Regions from separate parts of the Canis lupus genome. Here region 2 is linked to region 1. The links are chromatin contacts, called in public Hi-C maps. All regions are on one chromosome and are shown on one strand. The core of a region is the stretch at or near the end of the contact, and the rest is flanking DNA. Distances in the headings are between cores, read along the strand shown. Region 1 overlaps TBL1XR1 (F-box-like/WD repeat-containing protein TBL1XR1). Region 2 has its middle 15 kb from the start of TBL1XR1.

Region 1 (7,179 bases), core at 1,617-4,116:
CTGTAAATTTCATTAAGTTAAAATAAATGGTTTCTGAGCCAAACAGTATATGAGGGCAATAAGGCCTTTGACTTAAGATAGAATAAGGTCCTATGTTGAGAAGATAATTCTTAGTCCTGACCCTACAGGAATTTGTTTTAGAAAAATTTCATAAGAACTGAGAACTTCTGCTGGAGAAACCGTTTTTAAAAAAAGACCTCATTCATTGGAATGAGATTTGGATTTGGAAGATCCTTTGGAAAGTCGCACAAAAGTTGTTGGACAGGGGCTGGAGGAGGAAAGGGTGTTTGTTTGCTGAAGAAAGAACCACGAACCCCATGAAATGCTCAAGAATACTAAAATTGTCTAAGATGTTTCTTAGGCTTGGGAAGACAGGTAAAAAATGGATGCAAAGTCACAAGGAAGGAAAGAAGGCAACATGGAATAAAGGAAAATATACAGGAACTTTAAAAATGCTAATTTTCCACAAATCAATCATAGTTGGAAATGGAAACAAACAGAGCTGGTTATCATGTACTTGAAACCGACGGGTGAAGCTTTGTCAACGAGGAGCTCAAACTTTCTGGTGAGTCAGAGCACTAAAGGTATCTCTGAAAGATGTGGAATGACATAGAGGATCAGCTAACTGTAAGATTCCCACAGCTACAGCAGAGCCTAGACTAATGGTCCCTAAAAGGCAGTCGGCAATGAAGTCTTCAGCAGTTCTGAGCAAAATGAGAAAAACAAGAACATGCTTTTATTTTGCAAATTTCTCTTACCCCTAGCAAAGGACTTCGCAGTTAAGGACTTAGTGTGTGCCAGTTGTTGATTTTCATCTATCACCCCATTTATGTACTACCATTACCACACCTCTACCTAACATTTGAGGAGCATGAAGTGCAGAGGGGCAACCACCAGTGTGACAAAGGTTCTGCTGCAAGATCAACTGCAGAGCTGCAAGTCGAACCTAGGTCTGACTGCTGGAGGGCCAGCCTTTGATTTAATAGCATATTTGAGAACGGGGAGTCCTAGGTTGTCGTTCTTATTAGTGAAATTCAAAAATATCTGAACAAATGGACAAACGCTGCTATTAGTCTGAGGTTCAGAGATGTTAAGTAGATTAGGAACTGTAGTCATCACGGATAATACAGTGATACTCACATTCCAATCTAGGGATGTCACATCCTTGTTGCTTGGGACATCTTGCCCTCCTTCCCGTATACAATGTCTAAGTACTAATTGTGTGGAGCCACTAGTGCTATTTTCACTAAGATTCCATATTCTTGCTGTTGAGTCTCCAGACCTAGAAAGTATGCAATATATTTTAAATTGTCATGATATTCTCAAGTATCCCAGAATCAAAGCAACATATTTACATACTATTATTAATAAGGCAAATAAAAACTAGACTCTCTGGGGTTTCCATTTCCACTATATTCCTTAGTCTCCATTTTGGGGGCCCTCAGCACTTTTGAAGAAGCTTAATTAAAACTTCTAAGATTATGGGGGCACCTGGAGGGCACAGTTGGTTGAGCAACTGACTCTTCCTTCTGGCTCAGGTCATGATCTCACAGGTCCTGAGACCCAGCCCCAAGTCGGGCTCTGTACTCAGTGTGGGGGCTGCTTGAGATTCTCTCCCTCTCCCTCTCCCTCTCCCCCTCCTGCTTGTGTGTGCGCATTCTCTCTCAAATAAGTATACCTTTTCAAAAAATAACTTAAGATTAAGTTATGAAGAAATAAAGATTTACAGAGACAAAAGGACCACAAAGAAGCAACAAAAACATGTCAGTAATGCTTTTATAAAATGTGTACTCGTTCAGTAGGATATTTAAGTCTCACATTAAGAAACATACCCCGATGCCAAGAGATCACTAACGGGGTTCCAGGCACAGATGAAAACTTCGGATTCATGGCCCCGTAACACAACTGCTTTATTAGGAGGGATTTCAACATCCCCGTCCACTTCCATCATATCAGTATGATTATCTGTGTCATGAGAATCAAGTGGAAAATTCCGGTTAGGTATTATTATAACGCCCTGAGGGGGGAAAATAATTCTTAACCAGCATTTTATACCTCCCTTGTAACATATAATGTAAAAAAACAAAAAACAAAAACCAAAAACCAAAAAACTATGTCAGGTAATGGCAAAAATAATTATACAGCACTTGTCACACGAGAAATAAATTCCTATCTTTAGTTACGTCTGACCCTACTATTTTTAAAAAGATGTGTGTGTGTGTGTGTGTGTATGTGTGTGTGTGTGTGTGTGTGTTTGGGGTGATGAGGAGGCAGTGAGAAAGACTGCAAAAAGGTTAGAGCCAAACAAGGCTAAAATGATAAAATGATCTGAATTAAATATAGTCCATGCCAACACTATTCTGAATTTCTGCCAGTAGGGGTTGCTGATATCATTCATATAACATGAGAGTTGCCTTCCTATCTCCATGTCAGAGCTTTACTGGGTTAATGACTAGTATTACAAATTTTCTTTCAAAGTCAAGAGCAAACAACAAAATTTATCTTATAGTAGAAAATGGTTTCTAAATATTTAAAGAAGAAAATAAAATCCATGAAAGTAAATCTAGCTTTTTGGAGCTTCAGGAATAAAAATCTGAATTGTGATACAAGTTAAGGGAACAAGTTGGCATAAATGAAACAGACGATGTTACTTCAGTTTAGAAGATGACACATCTACACAAAGCAAAATACTTTTCCTGCAAAGGAATTTTTAGAAATTCTTATTTCAGCTCACTTGCTATAGTATGTGCTCCGTTCTCCTCCCCATTTGCTGTGTTTTCTCCATTTTTTGCAGACCCCTGTTGGTTTGTGGCGGCTGTGGAGGTGGCGGCAGCTGCGGCCTGCTGCTGTGCGAGCTTATCCCTGTAAGCTTGCTGTCTGGTCTGCACCACATCAGGCATTACGGCGTCTATCAGCGACAGAGACTCTATTGGCCGACCATCGAACAAGGTACCATCCTGGAGATGGAGAATTTTGAGGCAGAAAACACGAAAGAGACATACTTAGGGTGAAGCAACGGCAAGGAGCTGCTGAAATTCTCCTTCCCACCTAGTTCATACTGGTGAGGATAAAGCCGAAATATTGAAAGGAATAGTGAAAAGTGGGCCCAGGTGATAAGAAGTTTATTAATTAGATCCCAAAATTCCGTCGGGGAAAAGCAATGAACAACACTAAGGAGTTCATGCAACGGGAAGAGAGGCTTGGGGCCACATTAGGATAAACACTTCTTTACAACAAAAAACTTTTAAAATAGCTTTAAGAGGACTTGGTGCATCTGGGTGGCTCAGGGGCTGAGCGTCTGCCTTTAGCTCAGGGCGTGACCCCGGGGGGGTCCCAGGATCCAGTTCCGCATTGGGCTCCTCTCGAGCAGCCTGCTTCTCCCTCTGCCTGTCTCTCTCATGAATAAATAAATAAAATCTTAATAAAAAAAAGGACTAAAAAATTTCTCGTAATTTGATTCAATATCAAAACAAGAAACAGTCGTCAGATGCTCGGCCATCTGATCGTCTCATTCTCCTAACGACGAGATGGGAGCACTAAGGTTTAGAGGCAGATGTGCGGAAGTCCCAGGGCCAGGCCAGGCGCCGGGCACTCCTAGCTGGCGCTCTTCCTCGGTGACCTGAGGACCACCAGCACGGCCACCGCACCTGTAGTCTGTTAGAAACGGACAGTCAAACCTACAGAGTCGAAATCTCTGAGGGGCTCGGGAATCCCTGCTTTCACAAGCCCTCTCGGGTAGTTCTAGCACACGAACATTCGAGAAGTACCACCCTCACTCTGAGACGGGTGCTCTTTAATTTTATGGCATTGCTGTAAGTTTACAAAGCTCCTCCCATTGATATCAGGAGGCTACAAGTTAATAAAAAGTTCTCCAGTGGCCACATGGAGACAGAACAAGTCAGAAACAGAAACTGGGACAATGCACATGTAAGGCCCAACTCACTCAGGCTGCTCAAGGTGCACTAACCCAAGACCTACCTACAGGGCAGTGAGGGGGTTGCTCTGAGCTACAACAACACCGCGCATCTTTCTGAGCTGTCAGCTGCAATGGAGTATTTGAGGAGCTGGAGAATTTAAGTAATTTATTTAATGCCAACACAGATACACCGTAGAGTACTACATTAAATCTACAAAATATGTATTTTTCAGATACCATGAGACTTTAACTCTGGCCACTGGTGGAGACTGTTTCTCACCCCCTGTGATAAAGGATAATCTGGGACAGAAAACACTAAAAGTCAATGAGGACACATTTAATTTAATATTAGTGGATTTTTCAGTTTTGGAGATGAAGAAACTCAAAAATAATGAAATCAGAATTAGAGTACTACATAATTATAATAATAAATACTGGTATAGAAACCAAGGAGGTTTATTTAAAAAAAAAAAAAACTTGCTAAAGTAAAGGGGAACATGTTAAGCTCTGAAATGAAAATAAAGAGCTCCACGTATTATAAATCTTGATCACTTATGAAAATTTTCAGCTAGACCAAGGTTTGCAAACTTTTTCTGTGAAAGGCCAAACAGTAAATATCTAAGGCTCTGCGGAGCATAAGGTCTCTGTCACAACCATTCAATACTGCCACTGTAGCACACAAGTAGCCGAGACAGTACATAAATGAAGGAGCGTGGCTGGGTTCCAATCCAGCAACGGGCAAGCAGGCAGGATTTGGCTCATGGGTCATCGCTGGCCGGCACTGGAATTGTATAGGCAAAAGCATCAAGAGTTGGCTTTAATCATAACCTGCCTTCCAAAATCAGGTATAACCAAATAACCTGAGGTTTTGGGATTTTTCAGACTGCCAATTACGGTCTCCGTGTTCCACAGCACACTGTTGTTTTAAAGAGAACGGTTTCTTATTAGTTACTTATAAAACCATAGAAAGGGAAATAAATGAGAACCAAAGGTTCGTGCAGCTGGGAGCCAGCAGGCCTTGCCTGTTCACCCTGACTGGGACACCAGGAACGCCACCCTTCAACTTTGTCAACCTAGGGAAGCTGAAGCCGGATAATGAATGAAGAGACAAGATATTAGATTTAAGGACAAATTTAAGAGTAAGACTTATTAGTATTTCAAATAAGGTTTCCTTACCTCATTAATACTAACTTCTGCCTCTACATACTGTAGACCTTTCTGGATGATAGAAATCAATGCAGCAGGTGGGACGAGGGCACCATTTATGTTAGACTGACTGATATGGCTTTCTATACCAAAGGTAAACGCTGAATGAGAAAATCCTAAAACCAAAAAAAAAAAAAAAAAAAAAAAAGATATAAGAATTTATTCTCTCCCAATGGCAACATGCTATTTAAAAGACACAAATGAAAGATCTCTGTGATCTTGCAAAATCACAATCCATCCATTTGAAATCTCAGACTGTTAGCTAAGGTTAAATATGTTTTTAAACAAAAAATATAAAAATCCAAACATACTAGCTTTTACATATTTTCCTTTTCACTTTAATTACAAAAAATATGATATAAAATTTCTAGTGCATATAAAATTTAGCTGTAATTTTCCTCAAAGAATAGCATCAAACTTTAAAACTGCGGGGAAGGGGAGAAGGAGTCTTTGGAAATCATGTGAGTCGACTGCTTCACTGAAGATAATTTAGACCAAGATAAATTAAGGTGACACTTAATATTTTTGTAGCATATTTAAATTTCTACATGCAAATTGTCAAACAATGTATAAATCCAATGTTCTGCAGGTTTTTTTAAACTTAGGAAATAAGCAAACTAAAATCAACATAAATAACAAAAATTTTTACACTTAAGTCTCATTGTACGTAGGAGTTAAATGCAAAATATTTTTACTAATTCTTTGCTACTTAGTAATAACCCATGTAAATGAAAGCTTTAGGAAATAAAAGCAAGCAAGTAAATATCCAGTTTCTAACAGCAATTCTTTAATTTTAATTTGAAACACTTAAACGCAAAACACATAATAAAAAATTCTTTATGTGGTCTTGCTTTGAAAGTCTAGTCCAAATTCAAAGGTAAAACTCTAGTAAAATGATAGATGCAAGTGCAGTTATTCTTCACTAAAACACCCATCAGAGCTTATCGTTAAATAGTAACCGTCATTAACGTATTTTAAGCAATTTAATGGCATTACATATTATGAAACATTAAGACACTTTCACACTAAGTAATCTAAATGAAAATGGGCTTGTGTCTTAAACTGATCTAACCCATGTAATAACTGTTATCCAGCCTATCCTAGTTTTCCAGGGCTGACTCTGTCTTTCCGCATCTTGTGCTTCCACCTGAGGCTTCTTGTGGCACTTATAAACAGTCTAGAATAAAATACTATGGACTCCCTAAGAAAGCACGTGGCTAGGAAGTATTTTCATTGGTCAGCAGACAAAATACACCTCAGCTACTCTTCCGCACGGATCCTTCCTTCCCTCTTTGAGACATTCCATTCCATTCCATTCCTGAAACCCAGAGTGAGAGGTAAAAAGATGTTGCTTTTAAGACGTTGACCTTGCCTCCTGGCAAGACCAATATCAAACACATTTCTGGTTTTCAGCTTAATCGGAGTTCTCAGAGATGGCTAAGAAACGGGGCAATGACTAAGAAACATGTCAAAGAAAACGCGTCATTCTGCATTGTCCCTGGAGGACACCCATGACTAGTGGCTATGAGCAGGTTCCAGCCTGCCAGGGTAGAAGGCTACAACGTCTGGGGAGGATGGAGGGACGGTAAGAGCTAAGGCAGTGAAATCCACAGCGCTGAGGCTGGAGGGTCCCTGTGTCCAATTATATTCCCTTCCCTAAATAAATTCACAGTAAATTATAAACGGGAAAAAGGCTAAACAGCCAGTGGCTTAGAGACTTAAGAAAACTTCAAGATGGACAATACCACTGATGGAGGAGGGCCTCCACAACGCACACATATATAGTTTTGTTTTTTTTTAATTTTATAATCTAAGCTAGCAGATGGGGAAACAGCCACTAACAGAATAAGGATTTAAATCCCAGTTAGTTAGCATCCAGTGTAATATTAGCTCCAGGCGTACAAGACGGTGATTCAGCACGTCCACACGCACAGCACCCGTGCCCATCACGAGAGCGCTCCTTCATCCCCATCCCTGCACCCACCTGCCCTGTGGTAACCATCAGTTTTTTCTCTAGAGTTAAGAGTCTGTTTCTTGCTTTGTCTCGCTCCCTTTTT
Region 2 (6,594 bases), core at 372-2,871, 150 kb after region 1:
TTGGTGAGCCGGGTACTTTTACGTCTCCTCCAGGTCTCAGCACAAGCATTACTCTCCTGGAAAAATCTTCCCGACCCCCGGACAAGACCAAATCTCCTGATTACTCCAATGGTCTCTGTACAACAGGTTTCTGCTCCTTTCCAGTGCTTCTCATGGGGACCGCTTTGCACGCATCTGATTATTTGATTTACAGTCTGTCTCAGCCACCGGACCAGGAGTTTCTCGATGGTAGAGATTACGCTTGTTTTATGTATCAGTTTGTTTTATGTATTACATGCACAAGGCACAGAGTCAGCGTTCTAGGCGAGCACCGGTTACCCACATCTGGAGCTGTAGGTTCGTGCCTCACTTGGAGGCTTTTGGAACGCTATCTGTAGGTTTACGGCCTACAGAATTGACACACACACACACACACACACGTTAACTACTGCACAGGCATGAGGCCAAAGTACTCAATCAAAGTAATAGAAACACAAAAAGCAAAGCTGGTTAAATCTGGTATAGTATGCTGAATGGTCCAGTTATTTGTGGGGTATTGTGGGGGGGGCATTTTTATAGCATAGCAAACAGTATAGAATGGGACGATAAAGGAAAATGTAAAGACCTTTGAGCTGTGGGCAGAGCATTTAGGGCACGCTCTTCCAACTTACCCCATGTCTCACCCAACTGCCCGATAGGGGCACAAGTTCCCCTACTAGGTACAGCAGAGTGGGAACATGGACAAGTGCTTAAAAAAGATTATAAAACATATCCTAAGTATGGAAAAAGGATTCTTTTTTCTCTAATCTTATTAAAAGGTGAGGTTAGAATCTCTGTTAATAAGTAATACCCATGCTCACACCCTAGCAATTCCTTAGGCCTAAGTCAGAATGTGGGAAAACGTTGTTGTCTAAAGGGCATAGTCTCAGCTTTGAATACATACATCTGCCTGGTTTATAGAGGAAATATTTGAGCCAGTAGCCCATTATGGAAATGCCAGTATGATCACAGACGGATCAGCCTCGCATCTAGTAAACATCTTAAATGAGCCGCCCAGCTTGATTTGATATAAAACAGGTACCTAGTAACGTGTAAGCAGAAGTGAATAAAAGGCCCAACCATCACCCAAAAATCTAACAAGTGGTATTTCATTATTTTTCATGGATGTGTGCCAGAGACCCTGGAAAATGCCAAGAAAAGCAGGCCTGGTATTTAGGGCTTTGGCCGGCTTTGGTTTTAACTCAAGTTTCTGACCTGAAAATGCCTCGAAACGTGTGCGTTGAGGATGATGCTGATATCTGGAACAGGCATCCCCGTCCACACATGCACACAGGCATGCACAGGCGAGGGAAGAGAGAGGACTTTGGGGAATGGATTAGGGATCCTTTTCTTATATGTGGAGATTATTTTCTTTACCCACAGTCCTGTGATTTCGGCATTCGTCAAGTAAGTCATTTACGATCTGAAGACAATAACGTCAGGTTCCCACAGAGCTGTAGAAAGTGACTTGTGGGAGCTGGTAAGAAACAGGGGATGGAACAAGCATGTGCAGCCTTTGTTCTATTCCAAGGGGTTGACGATCCTTGGAAGGCTCATAACCCACTGTTATGACTCATTCCCTCCTGCCCACACTTCCTCCCTAGGCTCCCGATAGATACCTCATGGACTCCTTGTGTTATCTCAGGTTCTTAACTCCGCTGCTCTCCACTGTTCTCCAGTCAACTACCTTCTCTGTTTGCGGGGCCCCCAAGAAAGACTGGCTAAGGCCTGCGGGACCGGGACACATGTCACCTGACCCGGGGTCTCCTGGGTGACTCGTTACCATCATCATCGACCAATTCCCCCACCACCACGACCTCGCATGCCCAAACCTGCCTGGTCTCAGCCACCTGGAAACAAGCTCTAGCCAGGTGCAGGCTCCTCTCTCCTCCAAATAATCGGGGTGCAGGAAATGTGTCTTGAACACTTCGTTGGATGTATCCAGTGGTACAAACATCATCTGAACATCATCCGGGGGCAGGTCACTCCAAGTCCCAGGAGGGAAGCCAGGCGCCACGCTCCATCCCCCGGCCTAGGTCCGTGCCTCCCAGCCCAGGACCCAGGCACGGGGTACATGTGGGCCCTGACACGTACCCTCTCCATCAGCCCACTCCCTGGAGGCCCAGCTCTATCTTATCCCTCCGGGGCAGGATCTCAGCAGACCTACTGTCTCTCACCTGCGCGGCCTCACTTTGTCCTCGCTCTCCCTCCAGCTCCGCCCTCCTGCCTCCTCTCCCAGAGAGTCCCCGAGTTTGCGGTTCCGCTGTTGGAGGGATCAGTTTGGGTTTTCGGCCCGACGTGGGTCCCCTGGCTGAGCTCTTTGGGCCGAGAGGATGCTAGACGCCGACTAAGCTTCTCTCACCTCTAGCCCTTTGCTCCCGCGGGCCCCTCCTCTTATGTGCGGGTGTGCACTATCTCTCCCTCTGTCTCTGTGTCTCTGTCTTCCTCTGTCTCTCTGTCTCTCTCTGCAGAGGAAATATCCAGATCACTCATAGAGTGGCTAGGGTATGAGGGTTTCCTCTCTTAACAGGAACTAACACTGATGTCCGTGGAATGGTCATGGCAATTTATGGTCTCGGACCACTCCGGGGAGGGGTGTACAGGGCTGGGCACACTTGCCTTCCCCCGTCACCCCTAGAGCCCTCCCCACCTCCTCCCTCTCCCCCCTCCTCCTCCCTACCTCCTCACCTCCCCCCTCCCCTTCCCACCTCTCCACCTCCCTACCTCCTCACCTCCCCCCTCCGCCCTCCCCACCTTCCACCTCCCCACCTCCCCAATGCCTACCCATCCCACACCCTTTTAACACCAGGCTATTCTCCTAACAAGTGTGAACAATGCCACTTTCTCTGAACAGGACAGAAACCTAAACTGTGCCCTTTTTCTTCCTCATGTGACTGCCTTCCCCTCAGACACCTGCCCAGCTCCCTCACCCCATCCCTCGGGACAGAACCTTGTCATTCAAGTGACTGGCCCCAATGCCTCTGGGACTCCAGCATTTACTGCGCAGTGTTCCTAAATGCCGCCTTCTTAGGAAGAGACTTCCTGCCGACTCTAAGCCTTATCAGACACTCAAATGAGTTATGGAAGAAGGTTTAGATTCCCACTCCTGGGAGGGCTTTAGGAGCAGAATGGATTCTCACCTGTCTGGGGCGATGATGTAGGATGCCGCTTGGCAGCTGAGGGGATAGAACAGCTCATCATCAACAAATAATATTTACTAAACTCCTGGGCATTGGTAATACTGTGCTTGACTCTGTATATATTAAAACAAACTTTAAAAGACACAGCCCCTACTCTCAAAGAAGGTTTCTTTACTTTTTTAAAAAGATTTTATTTAGTTATTTATGAGAGACAGAGAGCGCGGCAGAGACACAGGCAGAGGGAGAAGCAGGCTCCCTGCAGGGAGCCCGATTCGGGACTTGATCCTGGGACCCTGGGGTCACGCCCTGAGCCCAAGGCAGACGCTCAACCACGGAGCCCCCCAGGTGTCCCTCAAAGAAGTTTTTAACTAATGAAATAAGAACTTTGTCTAGGGTACAAATAACATAACGGAGATCATAATGGAGCTCTTTCGGTGTCAAAGCACATGGGTGTCTAGCTGCCTTTCCGGTTCCTGTACTCCTTAGTTTGGGTTTGGGACTACGCAGAGCAAGATTTGCAGCGAGCAGATTTTTCTAGCTCATATTTTCCGGGAGCTTGTGAACGGTGCAGAATGTGAGCAGGTATCAGAAGAATTAAGTGGGGCAGAAAGCACAAAGTGGCCTCACTTCTATCATGCAGAAAGCAAGAGGCTGCTGCGTTTGATCTCAAAGGATTCCTCAGTTTCCAACACCCTGGGATTCTAGGTCAAGGAGTAATTAGGGTCAAGGGGAAAAATAAGAACTATAAGGCAGTAGGAAGAGAGCGAATTGTTGAATATTTTCCATCCGAGCCGTAAGATACTATGGCCAGCTGTGTGCTTGAAGCCAGGTTTTCAGCAGCCCAGTCAGGAGAGCCGCAGGATCATGTGAACACCGTCTGCCCAGAAGGGCACGTCCACGTGCAGCCCTATAGCGAGGTGCCAGGCGTGTGGCCTATCCTCTGCAGCCCAGGGTCTGTGCTGCCCAGGAACCCAGAGCCCAGCAGGGCCACTTCCGGGTCCCTTTATACCTTCGCCCCCAGGCCCCAGAAGAAGGTCTTTCTGGATTATGGCTTTGGTCCCCTCTCATTCATGGGAGCAGGGCCACTGAGGGACTTGGCTAGCCGCACAGGTCCTGGGTGCGCTCCCGGGGGGGACCAATCGCGACCAGCTACACCTTGGTCCACTGGGCCCAGCACGGTGTTGGGGGGGCACGCGGCCAGGGGCACGGGCGGGCGTTGACCTCCCGTGCTCCTTGTGCGGGGCGCCACCCATCCACACAGCGGCCCTGCAGGTGATGAGGACATTTTGGAATATTCTACAGACGTGTGTCTCTGCACAAAGCAAATAACTGATCCGATGTGCCTAGTGATTTTTGTTTGATTTCTCTGCATACGGACAAATGCCAATGGGTCAGATTTTATCATTATTTCTGAACGTGATCCTCCTTTGCCACTGAAAGAACAGCATGGACAAGCTTTCCCTTAATTCCCAGGAGAGCGGTTGTGGTATACTGTGGTCGTGGGCTCTTCACACTCAGTGTATTGGGTATTGTCCCCTCCCAGGGATAGACCGGATCTAAGGTGTCGTTCGTTGTGTGGCTCGCTCAGTTCAGTGAAGACCTTGGCTGAGCCCACCTCTTGCTGTGGGTCTCTCACCCAAAGACATGGCTCCTCGGCCACTCACGTCTAGAGACTTCACTGGCTTCATTATTTATAACTAAAACACGGAAGTTGAGTTTACAGAGGTAAATAAAGGTGGAGCGTAAGTTTAGTTTTCCAATAAGGACAAACTGCTATAGCGAAGAAAGTGAGTATTTAGCTTATTTCACTGAAACTAGATGAAAAAATGAAACATGAAACTAGATGAAAACTGAAAAAAAAAAAAAGTGTCTGTATAGAACCACATATGCCCGAACTGATCAGCATATAATCGGCCAAGTCTTCAGTATTATTTAGTCAGCCGTTTAATCTAGTATATAATTTATTAAAAGTTTAAAGTAAAATTTTTATGTCATAGTTTTCTCTGTTTACCATTTCAGGCTTCAAATGCACGGCACGACTAAGTTACTTTCCACATTAGAGAGTCGATCTATTTTCCTTAACGTCCAATGACTGCTGCGCTGGGGCTGCTCTGCGGTCGGGTCATGGAGGCGCCGCTGCCGGCTGAGGAGAAAGCCTTTCCACATCCAGAAGGGCTGACGAGGGGCGTTGTTTCAAGGCTGAGTGCTCCTACCAGAAGCTTAGCAGGTTCTCCAGTCTCCAAGCGCGGAGTCATCCTATTCCTCTGTGGTCAGTTGTTAAAAGTCACAGTTTTGGGGGCCATGCGGCCACAGGGAACCCCTCGGGCCCTGGATACACGGGAGAACGCGGAGGGGAGCAAAGTGTCTCTTGGCCGGAGCAGGCCCGGGTCGAGCTGCCCGAGTGAGCGCAGGAGGAGCGGCGGGAGCGCGGCTTCACACGGTTTACTTAACCAGTATAAACATTTAGTCTATTTGTTAACCGAGGATAATATCCACCTTGCAGAGCATTTGTAAATATTTTAAATATTATGTGTGAATTATTAATCATATTGTTTTCACAGTAGATGTTCAATAAACGGCAGCTGTGCGCGTGAGGCCTTGTTTTCCTGGACCCACAGACTCTCCACGCCCATTTCACGCAGTGTCTCTCTCTCTCTCTCTCTCTCTCTCTCTCTCTCTCTCTCTCTCTCTCTCTCTCTCTCTCTCGGTTTGAGTTAGATGCGGAGCAGCTCCTCTGGCTGCTTCCTTTTCCCCATCGGAGGCGACGTTCTCGGAAAAGCCAGTTGCCCACCTATCAGATGCCGCTCTTCACAGCGAGGCGTCCAGAGAACGCCCAGAAGTGCCCCCCCGAAGTGCCCCCTCGGTGCCTTGACGGGGGAGCCCAGGGGGGTCATACTGTACGTTGGCAAATCAAACTCCAATAAAATAAAACACACACATGCACAAAATTAAAAAAAGTTTTTTTTTAAAGATAAACCAAAACCAAAAGACCCCCGAGAGCCGAAGGCCACGGCCACCCCACCTAGGCTGTGCGGCCTTACTCGCTGAGGGAAGGGCAGCTGCGCCGCGGATCCTGTGGGGCAGCTCCTGAGGCCCTGGGCCAGCAGGGCGCCTGCTCTCAGGGGAGCGCGGGCTCTCGGCTTGCTCTGACCTAGCCCGTCTCTGGAACTCTCCCCCAGACCCGGTGGGCTCAGGCGGCTTGCACCCTCGCCCCAGCCGGCCCGAGCGGATCGCCAGCCTTTCACTCAGGCCTGTTCCTCGGGATGAGGCGTCTTTTCTTGCCTCAGGCCTGAGCTTACCCCACTTTCCCTTTGACCCACTTGGGAATGGTTTCAGTTGCACGTGAACAGAAACCAACATTTAAAATGGCTTTTAAGACTAGAAGCCTTCTTTCCCGCTCCTTCCCCTTCTCTTTTCTCCTCAGCTCATGAGAAGA

Evidence for each region. Hi-C and Micro-C count contacts between places; a contact is called where the count stands out from the background.
Region 2: a Hi-C map of skin fibroblasts shows a contact between it and region 1, with 2.0 times the contacts expected there. The contact joins two enhancer-like sites. A contact is called at or near these places in 3 of 9 Hi-C or Micro-C datasets (blood and skin fibroblasts).

The regions. Positions count from the first base shown.
Region 1 is chr34:40,849,670-40,856,848 of UU_Cfam_GSD_1.0, forward strand. TBL1XR1 (F-box-like/WD repeat-containing protein TBL1XR1) reads right to left here. Exons shown (of 15, transcript XM_038583941.1): 3 at 5,093-5,238; 4 at 2,735-2,957; 5 at 1,833-1,965; 6 at 1,141-1,282. Among named protein-coding and RNA genes, the nearest start is that of TBL1XR1, 140 kb to the right of the region's middle. Within about 2 kb of position 2,867, at least 3 of the 20 cell types and tissues checked have an H3K27ac peak or open chromatin away from gene starts, as enhancers often do.
Region 2 is chr34:41,004,415-41,011,008 of UU_Cfam_GSD_1.0, forward strand. No RefSeq gene overlaps it. Among named protein-coding and RNA genes, the nearest start is that of TBL1XR1, 15 kb to the left of the region's middle. Within about 2 kb of position 1,622, at least 5 of the 20 cell types and tissues checked have an H3K27ac peak or open chromatin away from gene starts, as enhancers often do.